Regions from separate parts of the Sus scrofa genome. Here all the other regions are linked to region 1. A link is a contact called in public Hi-C data. All regions are on one chromosome and are shown on one strand. The core of a region is the stretch at or near the end of the contact, and the rest is flanking DNA. Distances in the headings are between cores, read along the strand shown.

Region 1 (4,937 bases), core at 1,821-4,320:
GTGATAGAGCCTGGGTCCACCAGGACAAGCAATTGTACAAGCAGTGACAGGTGCAGGGGACTGTCCTTGAGGCAAGGGTCAGCACACTCAGTGTGGGCCCTCCCCCTTGGTCTGCATTCAGGGCCAAGTATTTGTGGAGTCTTTTGCCCTTTATTTCTTGGCCTAGCTTGAGGAAGAGGCCAACATAGGTGGGTCTCTTCACCCACACCAGGCTGATGTTTGGAGCTCTAATCTGAATCCGGTTCCTGAGATCCCCCCAGACCCTCTTCCTTCAGGATCGCTGCTGGGTGCCACCCGCCCCCCCCCCCCCCCCCGTCCCAGAAATGACACTCCTGTCCATTTCTATCTGTGACATCCTGCTCGCCAGTCTCGGCTCAGCTGAAAGTGCCTCTCTTGCCACATGCTCCCTTATTTTCATTTTTAACCTTTCTAAATGATGAACATTTCAAAACTCCCCAGAGCAGAGTGCGATTACCTTTCTCTCTCTGATTTTTTAATATTTTATTTTATTTTATTTTTTTGTCTTTTTAGGGCTTCACACGTGGCATATGGAGGTTCCCAGGCTAGGGGCCTACACCACAGCCTGAGCAACACCAGATCCGAGCCGCATCTATGACCTACACCACAGCTCATGGCAATGCCGGATCCTTAACCCACCGAGCGAGGCCAGGGATTGAACCTGTGTCCTCATAGAAGCTGGTCAGATTCATTTCCACTGAACCATGACCAGAACTCCCCTCACTCTGATTTTTTTAAAAGCCTCGTGTCATTTCCCTCTACATGCTGGATTGGACACCTCTAAAAAAGATGGGCCTTTCAGATGTAATGATATCACCGTTATAGACCTAAGAATTACCAATAACTCCTTGCTCTCACTCAACACCCAATTCAGATGGAAATTTCTCCAATTGTCCCAACTTTTTCTAAGTGTAGATTCTTTTGAGTCAAGTCTACTCTTTGAGTTGGTGGAGTTTTTGAAGGAATGGAGCCAGTTGTTCAGCAGAGCTTCCTGGGCATGGCTTCTGCCTCCTCTCGTCCACTCACGCTCCCCTTACAGCTCTTAGTATGGGTGACCCCACCTGTGCCCACAGCTGAACCAGGCTCTTTGCCCCGTTTCCATCATGAGCTTTCTGAGGGCAGGTATGACATGTCTTCTCATCTTGGTGTTCCTTGTGGTGGGTCCCATCGTAGCACAGTGTGTATTTTAAGTGGCCTATTGACTCTCAAAAACATCACTGTATTGGAGGAATCAGGGACTGAATTTTTTTTTTTCTTTACCACTTAAAACTTGGAGTCTTGAGATTTTGAAACCTCCCCCGCCCCCATGACTGGGAGTGATGGGTTGGATCCACAGGTATTTGTAGGCAGAGCAGAGGGTTGACCAGATGACCTTTGGGACCCAGGATGACTATAATTCTGGCTGCTGCCACATATTGACTTTGGCCTCTAACTTTGTTCTGGGATTTATCAATATTCTCGTGGTTAAATTCCACAGGCTGGCATCATCTGAGGAGGCAAACTAGGACATGCTTTCTTGCCACCACTTTTTACAGCCTGACCAGGGGCAGAAAGGTTGCCCTCTCTCCCTGTGTTGCTGTGTCATTTAGTGGGGTTAGTTGGAGCCAGGGGCCTGGTGTGTCAGGGTGGTGGCACCTCCTGCCCCTTGCTCTGCTTTCTGACCCAACTTTCTGATCTCACAACCTCTGACTTGTTTATTTCCAGAGGTGTAATCTCTATGTCATCTTGCAAGCAAATGAGAAAATATGGCTTGGAGTATGGACTTTAGCTTTATGATTCATTTGTTCAACCAGATCTTTTTGAGAATCACTATGGGCCAGGTTCTGCCTGCCTAGGTTCTGGGGATCCAGTGGTGGTCAAGACCCCCTTTGCTGGCAAGGAGTTCACCGTTGAATGAAAGAGAGAGACCACCAGTGTCATGGTGGGAGGGAGCCCAGGCGCATGGCAGACAGAGAAAGACACCCATCTCAGACTTCTGGGGGTATGGCAGGGCTTCCTGGAGGAGGTGACTTCCAAGCTAAGTCTTGAAAGACACAGAGGGATTTCCTGGAAGAAGGGGAAGGGGAAGAGGGAAGAACATTGCAGGTATATTCCAAGGAGAGTGAATAGCCTGTGGAACAGGACATGCATGTACTGTGTATTTTCAGAGACGCTTGTAATTCACATTTCTCAAATAACTTTTTCAAAAAGGCTTCAGGGCCCCTCATTGTTCCATTCATGTCCCATTCCAGTGACATGCCACCCAGCTCAAAGGTAACTACTTTTCTGACATCTAACACACAGATTCGTTTTGTTTCGTTTTGAAGTTAAATCAATGAAAATTTTACAGTAAAAAAAAAAAAGGGCTTCAGGGAGAGTAAATGATTTGTCTGGGTGGGGAGAGGAGTTAAGTGATTTGTTGGTGGTGGGGAGAGGGGTTAGAATTATGGTCACAGATTCTCGGAGCAGCAGTTCAGCATCCTGACTTTATTCCATGCCATGTCACACCCACCCCTCTATTAAGTTAGTAAAAAATTTCTCATTTGTGCCAGCTGTGGAAGGTTTGGGCCTGGGGGTTCAGGGAGTACACAGCTGCTGTCTTTGGAGAAGAAACGTTGGGCCAGGTCTACGTGTGGGCAGAACCATTAAGGGCCCCTTCAAAGCATCCCTGTGGGTTCCTGGAGACGGGAACCCCTGTCTCAGAGGATGGAAAAGTTTCTCTTCCTGAAGTGGACACAGACTGTTTTATGTTGGCTTACAAGCTAGAAACTACTGACTCCATGTCAGACTACTGACCAAATAAAATTATTTCATGGTTTACATATTATATGAAAACCACGGTTTATGATATATACATGAAATGTGATTACATAGGCTTAAGCCCACCACAATCTTGAGGAAGGCCAAGATTTTTCCTTCCCTTCTCCACATCAGATGCTTTTTAAAAATCTCTGAGAGGACTTCCTTTGTGGCTCAGTGGGTTAAAGATCTGGGGTTGTCAGTGCAGGAGCATGTTTCATACAGGAGAGGTGATGCCTGGGAGTTCCCGCTGTGGTGCAATCGTTTTGGCAGCATCTCTGGAGCGCTGGGATGCACTTTTGATCCCTGGCCCAGCACAGTGACTTCAGGGTCCGGTTTTGCTGCAGCTGTGGCATAGGTTGCAACTACGGCTCAGATCTGATCCCTGGGCTGGGAGCTCCAAATGCCGGGGAGGGGGCGGCCAAAAAAGGAAAGAAAGAAAGGAAGGAGGGAAGGAAGAAAGAAAGAGAGAAAGGAAGAAAGAAACAATGCCTGTGTAGGTGCTCAAGGAACAGGATGGCGGAGCATGAGGGCCCAGCCCTGCACTCATTATTCCTACCAACTCATTTCTCCTCCTCTTGCCTTGTTTTCATCTGTAAAAACAACCGTCTCATCTCATTGTGTGGGTGAAGGGTTTTGGTGCCCCAGACGCTAGATGCCTTGAGTCTGAGACAGCGTGAGCGCTCCTGGAGCCTCATAGCTGTGAGTGGCAGGGTCTGGGATCCTGGGGCCGAGGGTGGGGGTTAGGGGACCAGGCAAGGCTGCTCCATGCCGCAGCCCGATTTCACTTGGTTGGCAGAGAGAACGCAAGCCAGCAGCGTGCAGCTCAGGGTCTTCATGCATCGTGGAGGCTTTCACCTTCCGCCAAGTCCACATCCCCACTGTGCTGAAATACAATTGTCTCCATCGCGGGATCAGGCAGCAGACCTCCGTCCTCCGTGCGACACCCTCAGGGCCGATCTGAGGTCCCCCAGCATTTCCCCCAGGCTTCCCCCTCCTCCAGCACAATGGCAGTGAGAGGGACAAGGTGCGGGTGATTTATGGGGAACCCTAGCAGCCTGTGAGGCGGGTGGCTTTAATGGTTATCTCGGAGGTGACATTCCATTAGGGGTGATTGAACTTAATTTTAATGGCAGGATGACTTAGTGTTTCATCATCCTCTCCCAGCCCTGAAGGTCAGCAGGAACACTTTCTTTCCTCCAAGAATCACACGCCAAACCCCCTGTAACACGCTGCCAATCTTGGTTAAGGCTAAAGGACTGAGCTGTCCTGGCACCCTTCTGCACAAACAGGTTTGTTTGTCAACATGGGCCTCTCCGGTCAGTGAACTTGGAGCCAGAGGGCACGGGCTGAACATTGACTCTACCACTCTCTGGATGTGTGGCCTTGGGCCACTTACTTATCCTCTCTGTGTCTCAGTTACCCCATCTGTAAAGTTGGGTGATAATTGTACATGCTGCTGAGGGTTGTTGTGAGGCTGACATTGTTAGGTGGGCGTACAGTGGTTAAAACTGTGCCTCCAACGTGGAAGTTGCTAAGGAGACATCAGCACCTGTTGTCTCTGGGGAAAGGAATAGAATAAATAGCCATTGATAAAACATGTTCAAACATACACTGAGCAGACAGTTGAGCAGATGTGAGGGGGTTCAGGGGGAGTAGGTGAGCATGGAAAAATCGATTGAGGCTGATCGGAAAGGGCTCGGAAGGGCAGGTTCATGGGCTTAAACAGCATTCTTTTTTTTTTTTTTTTTTTGTCTTTTGTCTTTTGTCTTTTAGGGCCGCACTGCCTGCATATGGAGGTTCCCAGGCTAGGGGTCTAATTGGAGCTCCAGCTGCCGGCCTACACCACAGCCACAGCCACACAGGATCCAAGCCATGTCTGCAGCCTACACCACAGCCCACGGCAACACCAGATCCTTAACCCACTGAGTGAGGCCAGGGATCGAACCCACAATCTAAATGATATGAATGTTTCCCAAGAGGGAAAGACAATGGGAAGGAAGTATTCTGAGAGGCTCTTTATTGATGGTGGAAATGGAAAGAAATAAATATCTATGAGGGCTGTTATGAAGGAAGGCCCTGCAGGAATCTGAGGCTCGTTGGGTGTGGGGTTTGGAGGTAGGACAGGTCTAGGATGACTT
Region 2 (4,937 bases), core at 1,558-4,057, 170 kb after region 1:
CCCAGCTCGCATGGGGGTCTGTCTCTAACACCTGCTTGGGAATTAGTGGGACAGTGTCAGGTGAGCCAGGACGCCTGGGTGGGAGCTCCCAGAGGCTGAAGCACATGCCCGTGACATGTGTCTGTATCGGGGGGCCTGCAAAACCACCCTGGATGCCCATGCAACACAAGGGAGCTCCCCAGGATCAGTGATGCCTGGCACCTGCCCAGGTAGATGGGCCACTTCCTCAGCTCACCTGTCGTCAGTCTCCAGGTGGGTTGGCTTTCCCAGGATGCCTGCTACTCCTATACTTACTCTGCAAGCTTTTATTTCTCTGAGTCTGATAAGTACAGGTTTCTATTCTCAGAGCTCCTATAACTAGGATCATATCCATGATTCTGGAACTAATGAACCTAAGATAGCTTTTTAAAGGGAAATATGGGGAGTGCCCATTGTGGCTCAGCAGGTTACAAACCCGACTAGTAACCATGAAGATGCAGGTTTAATCCCTGGCCTTGCTCAGTGGGTTATGCTCTCAAGCTGTGGCACAGGTCACAGATGTGGCTTGGATTCAGGGTTACCATGGCTGTGGCGTAGGCCAGCAGCTGTAGCTTCACTTCAACCCCTAGCCCAGCACTCCCATATGCCAAAGATGAGGCCCTAAGAAAAAAAGGAAGAAATACATTCCCTTTGACTTTGCTAAAGCAAACGTTCTTCAGAAGAGAATTGATGAAACTAGTTAAAGTGGATTAACCATTTGATGCCTATCCAGAGACGTGCCTATTAACAGATGTAAAATGGAATTGATAAATCAATGGGACTGATTCATATTTATGAATAGCTGAACTAGGCAGAGTGAAAAAGGCTTATATATTGGAAAAGAAGAGGAAAAGATCTCATATTATAGATACTACAGAATGGATTTGTTTGGATAAGTTTTCTGTTTTGATCACTGAGCAATCTTATAGATCAAGAATGCAGGATAGAAAACAAAATTTATATCTAGAAGTTATTAACTTTAAGCACAAAAGTGCTACTGGGGCCTATTTTTGTGGACTGTTTCATCTTAAAAATAAGTATGATTTTGGAGTTCCCTGGTGGCTCAGTGGGTTAAGGATTAGGCTCAGGTCACTGCTGTGGGTTAGACCCCTGGCATGGGCACTTCTGCAGGGCTGAAGGTGTGGCCAAAAAAGTATGATTTTGTATAGCTAGTTGTGGTGGAAAAGGAAATACAAAGGGTAAGCAAGTTTCCTACCAGAAAAATCCAAGCTATTAAAACTACAATTAAGAAATGTAGGAGTTCCTTGGAGTTCCCGTCGTGGCGCAGTGCTTAACGAATCTGACTAGGAATCATGAGGTTTCAGGTTTGGTCCCTGGCCTTGCTCAGCGGGTTAAGGATCCAGCGTTGCTGTGAGCTGTGCTGTAGGCTGCAGACGTGGCTCAGATCCCACGTTGCTGTGGCTCTGGCATAGGCTGGCGGCTGCAGCTCTGATTTGACCCCTAGCCTGGGAGCCTCCATATGTCACTGAAGTGGCCTTAGAAAAGGCAAAAAGACAAAAAAAAAAAAAAAAAAAAAAAAAAGAAAAGAAAAGAAAAGAAAGAAAGAAAGAAAGAAATGTAGGCTTTCCTGTCGTGGCTCGGTGATTAATGAACCCAACTAGTATCCGTGAGGACACAGGTTTGATCCCTGGTCTTGCTCAGTGGGTTAAGGATCCAGCGTGCTGTGAGCTGTAGTGTGGTTGCAGACACAGCTCAGATCTGGCATTGCTGTGGCTGTGGTGTAGGCCGACAGCTACAGCTCCAATTTGACCCCTAGCCTGGGAACCTCTATATGCCGCGGGAGCGGCCCTAAAAAGACAAAAGACGAAAAATAATACATAAGTAAAACAAAATGTAAAAAGTTACTGCTTTTACTTATTTAAATGAAAGGAAATCTACAAGCAGGAGAGAAATTATAGATGAGGCAAGTTCTGAGACAGGAACTCTAATTACAGCAGGGCGAGAAGAGTCTGCTTCAGGAAATTTCTGAAAGGTTAAATAGGAAGGCTGAGGGTCAAAATCATACTGTGATGAGAATAGAGAAAATGCGTTTGCAAGGAGCTAAGCTGGGTAGTCACAAAAGGAATGACAAGTACCAAGAAGGAAACCTGAAGCCCCAAGTAAATAACAGAACCTCACCCCAAAAAAGATGCTGAGTATAGTGCACAAATATTCAGAAGGTGCGGAAAGATAAGTCAGAAGCCAAAACTCAGTTACCGCTATCGTGAAAAGGAACAACAGAACTCTTAGCAAAAATAAATGACTTTGCAGAGAGACTCACAGACAAGAGAATAGACTTGTGGTTGCCAAGGCGGAGGGGTTTAAGGGGAGGGAGAGGGATGGACTGAGAGTTTGGGGTTAGTAAATGCAAACTATTACATTTAGAATGGATAAGCAATGAGGTCCTACCGTACAGCACAGGGAACTCGCTCCAATCTCCTGGCATAGATCATATATATATAAAACTGAGTCACTTTTCTGTACAGCAGAAATTAACACATGGTTGTAAATCAACTATACTTCAATAAAATAGATTTTTAAAAAGAAACAAAAAAATTACTCTGCATGTGACTAATACTGCCTTTCTTAGGTAGCTTGGCCTGCAGAGAAAATCACTCCTATCAAGGGTTCTCAGTCCATTTAAGTGAGCCCTAATAAGTGCAAAACCCAACCATGAGGGTGAACCACTGTTATCGTTCAAGGAGTGGAAACCAACAGACAGGACACAGGGGAGTTCGTTAGGACTCTTCAACGCCGATTACAAAATACTGGGAGGAATTCTCCCGAGGACATTGAGTAATGTTTGCAAATGTGTGCAGGTCCGTGTTGACTGTCTGATCCTCTGGACCGGGAAATGCTTCTCAGCCCATCACGGCATGATTTTCTTTTTCCAAATTGAAAATGTGAATATAACTGTAACCAACTCAGAACAGGAGACAGCAGGCACGGCAGGCGAGACAAGAGATTCTGCAATTTGTATGAGAAGAAATAGAATTCAATCTAGGAATGCCTATTTACTGAGCCTCAGAGTGCACTAAGCATCAGGAGCCATAGTCACCACAGTTGATTAAAAAAAAGTATGTCTCCTGTTAATTCACACATTTCCAAGAGGTGGGTGTTGTTAGCCCTCTTTGTTAATGGGAAAAAAATGAGATTCAGAGAGGTTAATTGAACTGGAGATCTCCCGATTTCTAGTCTTAGATCCTTCCTGTGCACTTTCTGTGTTTAAATTCTGGTCCCATCCCTTCTTAGCTGAGTTAGTTGAAGAAGTTATTTAGCCTCTGTAATTGTCTGTTGTTAATGGAAATACTAATTTCTGCCACATAACATGGTTGTAGGGATTCAATGAGGGGACATATGTAAGAATGCCAGCCATGGTGCCTGGCACATAGTAGGCCCTCAGCAAAAGCTGGTGTCTCTCCTTTACTGATGCACAGTGGTGAAGGGAGCAGACTATCCAGCCAGGGTGGCACAACACAGCAGCAACAGCAGAGTGATGCCCCAGTGAGGTGCAAGATGGCCTGCCAGCTGCCCTCTGGGGTCCTATATGGGTACTCAGGCTCAGTAGGGGCTTGCTGTGTGGGTCTGGGAGGCACAGGAACTGGGGCAGAGCCCCTAAGGAGGAAAGGGGTTTATGTGGGTGGAGAGATGGGCAAGGGTTGAGCAGGCAGAGAACAAGGCACTGAAGCAGGAAGATGGGGTGGAGGGAGGGGAGTGTTTGTGAAGGACCCAGGGGGGCTCCTGACCAGCAGGCTGAACAGTGAGCTAAGGCTGGGAAGGGGAGGAGAGGGAAGTCGGAGGTGGCGGAGGCTCCCAGTGGGCAACTTCCACTCAAGGATTTCAACCCATTCCTATAAGAGAAGGGTTACTCGTAAAGGCCTGTCAACTTGGAGTATCCATTATTAAAATTAATTTATGCCAGTGTGTAAACTGGACTGTCAAGGAAAAGGTGAAAAAACAGGGAATTTTTATTATTTTATTTTTATTTATTTACTTGATCTTTTTAGGGCCACATCTGCGGCGTATGGCAGTTCCCAGGTTAGGGGTTGAATTAGAGCTGCGGCTGAGGCCTACACCACAGCCAGAGCAACAGTGGATCTATGTCGCATTTGAGACCTACACTATAGTGTGCAGCAACACTGGCTACTTAACCCACTGAGTGGGGCCAGGAATCGAACCCACATCTTCATGGCTATTAGTCACATTCTTAACTGGCTGAGCCTCAGTGGGAACTCCCTGAATTTTTACATTTTATACACACACAGCCCTTTTTATTACAAAACATATATAGTCTACTTAACCCCACTTTAAAGGGCTTGGGCATTATTTTGACTCTTGCAATCAATTAAAAAGGTTTAAAACAGCTGTGTTTTTACTTTTCTGACATATTATGGTCATATCTAGAATTCATGTGATGTTAAATCAAGAATAAAACTTTTAATTACATCGCTGTTCCTATGGTAAAATATAATCTATTTCAAGGCAATTCACTTTGTCATAAACTTTCCTTGAATAAAACTTGATAAAAAGCAGAGACCCACTGCATATGACAATAATTAAATCTATACTCAACAAGTACAAAAGAGTGACTGTAGGGATAGGTAATTTAGAACAACAACAACAAAAAAAAACCAATCTGAAACATGTTAGGAAATCATACTGAGGTTTGTTATCCATAATCTCCTGAGATATGGATTGTGGTATATATTTAAGAAAAAAAAAAAAACTAGTAAGTACCCAAATTATGAAATGAATTGTATTTTCAAAAAACAGGTTAAAATTCCAAGATCAGGGTATCAGCAGGTTTGATTTCTCCCAAGGCCTCTCACCTCAGCTTGCAGATGGCCGCCGTCTCGCTGTGACCTCATGTGGCTTTTCCTCCAGTCCTATACGCTCCTGGTGTCTCTCTCTTCCTCTTC
Region 3 (4,937 bases), core at 1,750-4,249, 130 kb after region 1:
TTGACACTTTTCAGCCCCTTGCACGTTCTTCAGCAGAGAAGCCCTGGGGATACAGACTCTCTAGATTTGGAGTGATCCCATTTATGTCAGGAAAGGCCATCCTCCCACTGGACGAGTGTCATCATACAGATGGGGCTCCGGGATTTCACAAAATCATTCTTTTCCTGCCCAAATGGAGTGATGGTGCTCTGGACTGACTTGGGGAGGTGGGCACTGAGCTGGGGTCTGGTGGCATCACAGACAGGGCCCTCCAGTCCCTGGCAGGTTTGTGAAAGGGGACACTGCTTTCCAAATACTTTCGTTGGGCCCCTTGAGTTTCAACTCAACCACTTTCTCTCTTGACACATGCCCCTCAGCCCAGTCCTGCTCAGCTTGTTGGACTCACCTTCAGGGGTGGGGAAAGCTTCCTTTCCTCTCTAAAACGCTGCAGTTGAGACTGTCATGGGTAAGCAGATCATGATGGCGATTGGCTCTGATTTGCAGCTTTGAAATGGGATTTTGTGTGGTTTTCTGTTCCCAGGTCTCTCCAACCACCCCCACCCTCCCAGCTCTGGGAGATTTAAAACAACCAATTGGACATAGACTTTTCAGAAACTGAACAAATGTTGGCAGCCAACCACCAGAAAAGGATTCGATCCTGAGCTGCATCATTTTGGATCAGGGGTTTGGAAATTAGATTCTCGCCCATTGACTTCAGATGGACAGTCGCGCCATCCAATGCATTTAACTTGGCAGGGATTCTGCGTTGTGACCTTGCCCTCATTTATTTCTGCAGTGCCCAGAGAAAGCGGGAGCAGCCCCGAGAAGGCCGAAGAAGATGCATTTGTATGAATTTCAATAAGCTGTGGGTGCAGAGGTGGCAAGGGCGGCTTGGCATTTCATGAGGTCCGTGAGAAGGTGCCTTTCAGCTCTGAGCAGCCCCAGCTTTCTTGTGCTGAACCTGCAGCTAACTGGAGTCTCAGGCCTGCCGGGACACTGCGGGTTAAAATCACTCCCATGAATGTGCTGGCTGGCCTCGGAGCAAGCGGGGATAGTGGGTTGGCTCATGTTTTGCATTAACTCGTTGGCTTTTTTTCCACTGCAGCCTCACATTCTCTGATAAACTTGAGTTGCTAGGAAAGCTTTATGTAACACCCACTGGCCTCGGCTCCTCAGAGCAGCAAGTGTTCTGTTTCCAGAATTCCCCATAAACCTGGCAGCACATCAAAACCTCTGTTTCATAACAGACCAGAAATAGGATTTTCTAATAACATTCTGAGCACTGGACGGATGGTGCAGGGGTCTGGACTTTGATAAATCATTAATAGTTCACTAAACAGAGACCCCCATGATGCCCAGCCTGCTACCTCTGGGGCAACGGTGGGAGGTAGGGTCGGAAGAAGCCTGCGGTCTCTACATCCATGATCTGTTGGCTAGTGACCTGTGGTCCCTTGCAGAGAATTTGCTAAATAATCTCAAACATATTGAGGATCTTACTCATGTTTAAAAAAAAAAAGAGAAGGTGGGGGGGGACTACCTTCCTCCTGCTCCTTCCTTCATTCATGAAGAATGTGGTTTCCTTTTATTTTGTTGCCAGGCAGGCTGACAGTTACAGATTTAACCCCCAGCTTTCCCCTGGGAGAGGGCAGAACTCTCTTCAATGGACACACCTAGTGTGGGGATTCAAGGATCCTCGTGCAGTAGACGAATGGCACATTTAAGCCTCAACCCCGTGGGTCATGGGCTGACGAGACAAAGAAGCGGGGTGGCCCCGCCCTCCCCCTGACACCCATGTGTTGCCACCCCTCCCAGTCCGGTCCTGGTTTAGATTATGACAAGGGATGGGAGTTCCCTCCAAAGGGCCATTTGCAGCCTATTTAGATGTCACTCGGGAAAATTCTTCCCGGAGGTCCCAACTACATCTCCTTTTGTTCCACTGTATCTGTCCGTGCCTTCCTTCCCGCTCTGCCCTCCATGCACTGTCAGCATGTGGACATCATTGCTGAACAAAAGAAGCTCCAGGTATGGCAGGACTGTTGAGACTCACCTTTGGGGAGAAGTCAGTGTGACTCATGGCACAGCTGCCTCCAGCCCTGAGGATGCTGCTCTGTGGACACCCTGCATCCTGGGCTGCATCCCCACCACCTCCCTCTGAGCCTCCCAGGGTCAGCTGTCTGGATTCATCTCAACCACTCAGGGGAGCCTGGGCTGACGGCCCCTTCCCTGAGCTCCTCACTATCCGTTCTGGTATGTTTCCCTGTGTTAAGCTTACTTGTCATCTTTCTCTCCCAGATCCCACCAAACAATCCCTGCATTGTTCACCTTCTCATTTGGGACTCTCGGGCCCCCAGAAGTACTAACTCCGGGGTTCCCAGGATAACCCTCCCCAGGTTCTTTCCTCCACTGCCACTGACATAATTTCTCTGGTCTCTCTGGTGTTTGCAGCTCTTTCCCATTTGGTTTCATCAGTGTCTCAATGACCTGTTATTTACCCTTTCTTCTGGGTCATTAGTAAACATAATCAAAAAAATGCTCCTCCGCCATCCGGCTGTCCCTGTGCTAAGCAGGGCCCTAGGGAAGGCCACCCATGTCCCCTGGACCCACCCAACAGCCCTCATCCTAAAACAGCGCCTCGGAAATGGCAGTCGGGCGGCGGGGTGGGCTTTCCTTCCCAGGCTGAGATTTCATATCCCCATGATCCATTTAGTGTCTGGACACCTGGTTGCTATGGAGATGGTTGTCATAAAAGCACACTGATCTGTGGAGAGATATAAAACCGAGCCTGCGGTACACGATCATCGGGCGCATCAGTTCAGAGAAATGGCGGGCTGCTTATCACTCCTCTTTGTTGACACAGGGCCTCTTCCTTTCAAACGCATCCTGGGTGACCTTCTCAGAACGAGGCCAACGCCAATCCATTTCGGTTAATATTTCGTAAGGGACAATCAAGGGCTTCACCAAATGCCAGATGCCCCGGTCTTCCTGTCCCAAGCTGAGTCAGCCCAGAGGAAGAGGACGTTCTTCTCTGGCACAGCTTGTTCTTTGCTGACTGTCATCGATCCACCAGCACAAGAGAGCAGGCAGAGTGAAAACACTGTCCCCAAGGACGCTTCAGATCAGGTGGCTGGGATGAGTAACAGGTGTGAGCAGGGGAGACCTTGCATGCACTGCCCAGTCTGGAGACGCAGAAACTGGAGGGACCCCCAGAGACCGATCCAGGAGGTAACCCTGTGTCTGTCACCTGCCAGCTTTGGACAGAGTGATTCAGCAAGACACACACACAAGGTGTGTAGGGCCGTCCGCTAACCACCATCACCTCCTTCATTTGACTTCTCAAAGCACACTTTTGTTGTTCACTAGCTTAAGGTTAATTTCTCCCTTGGTCTGGTCTATGTGCAGAAACCACTAAGGCATTTCCCTCCTCTTGCTTGGCTGTGCAGCTCTGGCAGGTGCAATTCACAAAGCATAGCTAGAGTCCACCTGAGATTTGCTTGGAATGGGGACTGAAAGAATGAGCTGGTGTCCTGATTTTTAGCTCTGCCACCTGGGAGCAGGAAAGGGGCTGGAAAAACCAGCTCTGGCGGTGGCCGAGTCGTGGATGCAGACCAAGGTCCGCTTCCAGGCTGGCTCCCTGCGCTGGTGGCTTCCAGTAGTGAACCCATCTGTATTCGCACCTGAGACCCAGCTTACCTCTGTGCGCTTTCTTCTTTTGGAAGATGTCTGAATTCTGGAAAATGGGTCATAACTCAGTCGTTGACTCAGTCTTGGATCTTTCAACCATTCCCTTGATTACCCAATGCCTCAGTTTCCTTTTTTTTGGGGGGGAGGGCAGGTTCTATTTAATACTAAACAGCATTTTTAAACTCCTTTTGCTTTAGTTAAGCCTCTCATATTGTTACTGAGAGAGGAGGTAAGGATAAGACCCAGACTAATATGTGTGACTCTGAGAACAGCAAATGCATTTATCATGCATCACAGCAACGTGAGATGCAATGTCGTGTTAAGACACCTGTGTTTAGTACCCCCTTTGCACAGGATGGCATTAAAAATAATTGCCTCTAGAAAACAATCTCACAGTTACTAAAGGGGAAAGGATGGGGGAAGGGTTACATTAGGAGTTTAGGATTAACAGATACACACCACTATATATAAAATAGATAACCAACAAAGATTTACAATATAGCATAGGGCATTATATCTTGTAATAACCTATAATGGAAAATCATCTGAAAAAGATATATATAGAAAGATATATCTATATAAATATAAAAGATATGTGTAAAAAAATATATATATATATAGGAATCACTTTGCTGCACTCCAGAAACTAACATAACATTGTAAATCAACTACACTTCAACTAAAAAAATAATAGTAATTGCCTCATAGTGTCGCAAATTCTTGAGCCTGTTCCACTAAATACCCTGGGATGCATGTGTTATTTCAGCCTCTCATTTGCATATCTTCAATTTCTCTAAATACTCCTTTAACCCCTCCTTATCAATAGTTTATTGACAACATCTTCATTATTTCCCAATTGTCCTTAGCCCTTATCTTCATGTTCCTGGTTTAAGATACTTTTTAAAGAGCCATCTAGAAGCTCAGCTAATGTGGAACCGTCTGTCTAGCTTTCAACCCTCTCCTCATTCATGAAATGGCCCTATTTTTTCTTTTTCCACACTCCTCCCCTTGAACAAAAAAAGAAAAGAAAAAAAAAAGCAAATGTGTTTAAAAAAACATGTCCTCTTCCCCTTACTTCCTTTAGCTGTTCTGCCTGGTGTTTTTTTTTGTTTGTTTGTTTGTTTTGTTTTTTTCTCTTTCTTTCTTTCTCCTGCCCTGTGTTTTTCCTGAAAACTTTAACTTAATCCTGGTGATCTTCCTCATTTTCCTCGCCCTCTGTCTCCATTTCTTGAACACGCTAAAGAAGGAGTTGCTCTTTTGATTTTTTTTTTTTCTCT

The links. A called contact is a pair of places that touch in the nucleus more often than the background predicts.
Region 2: a contact with region 1 is called in a Hi-C map of liver, with 1.9 times the contacts expected there. The contact joins two enhancer-like sites. A contact is called at or near these places in 3 of 47 Hi-C or Micro-C datasets (fetal liver and liver) and 1 of 2 datasets of contacts at active chromatin or transcription factors (alveolar macrophages).
Region 3: a Hi-C map of liver shows a contact between it and region 1, with 6 times the contacts expected there. The contact joins two enhancer-like sites. A contact is called at or near these places in 1 of 5 promoter capture datasets (liver), 6 of 47 Hi-C or Micro-C datasets (embryonic fibroblasts, liver and skeletal muscle) and 2 of 2 datasets of contacts at active chromatin or transcription factors (alveolar macrophages and skeletal muscle).

Annotation. Positions count from the first base shown.
Region 1 is chr14:56,321,266-56,326,202 of Sscrofa11.1, forward strand. No RefSeq gene overlaps it. Among named protein-coding and RNA genes, the nearest start is that of TOMM20, 210 kb to the left of the region's middle. Within about 2 kb of position 3,071, at least 6 of the 83 cell types and tissues checked have an H3K27ac peak or open chromatin away from gene starts, as enhancers often do. A contact at or near this core is called in fetal liver and liver, where this site is marked.
Region 2 is chr14:56,489,809-56,494,745 of Sscrofa11.1, forward strand. The region is part of intron 4 of LOC102158473 (a long non-coding RNA gene); the gene reads right to left. Among named protein-coding and RNA genes, the nearest start is that of IRF2BP2, 54 kb to the right of the region's middle. Within about 2 kb of position 2,808, at least 4 of the 83 cell types and tissues checked have an H3K27ac peak or open chromatin away from gene starts, as enhancers often do. A contact at or near this core is called in fetal liver and liver, where this site is marked.
Region 3 is chr14:56,454,357-56,459,293 of Sscrofa11.1, forward strand. No RefSeq gene overlaps it. Among named protein-coding and RNA genes, the nearest start is that of IRF2BP2, 89 kb to the right of the region's middle. Within about 2 kb of position 3,000, at least 23 of the 83 cell types and tissues checked have an H3K27ac peak or open chromatin away from gene starts, as enhancers often do. A contact at or near this core is called in liver, where this site is marked.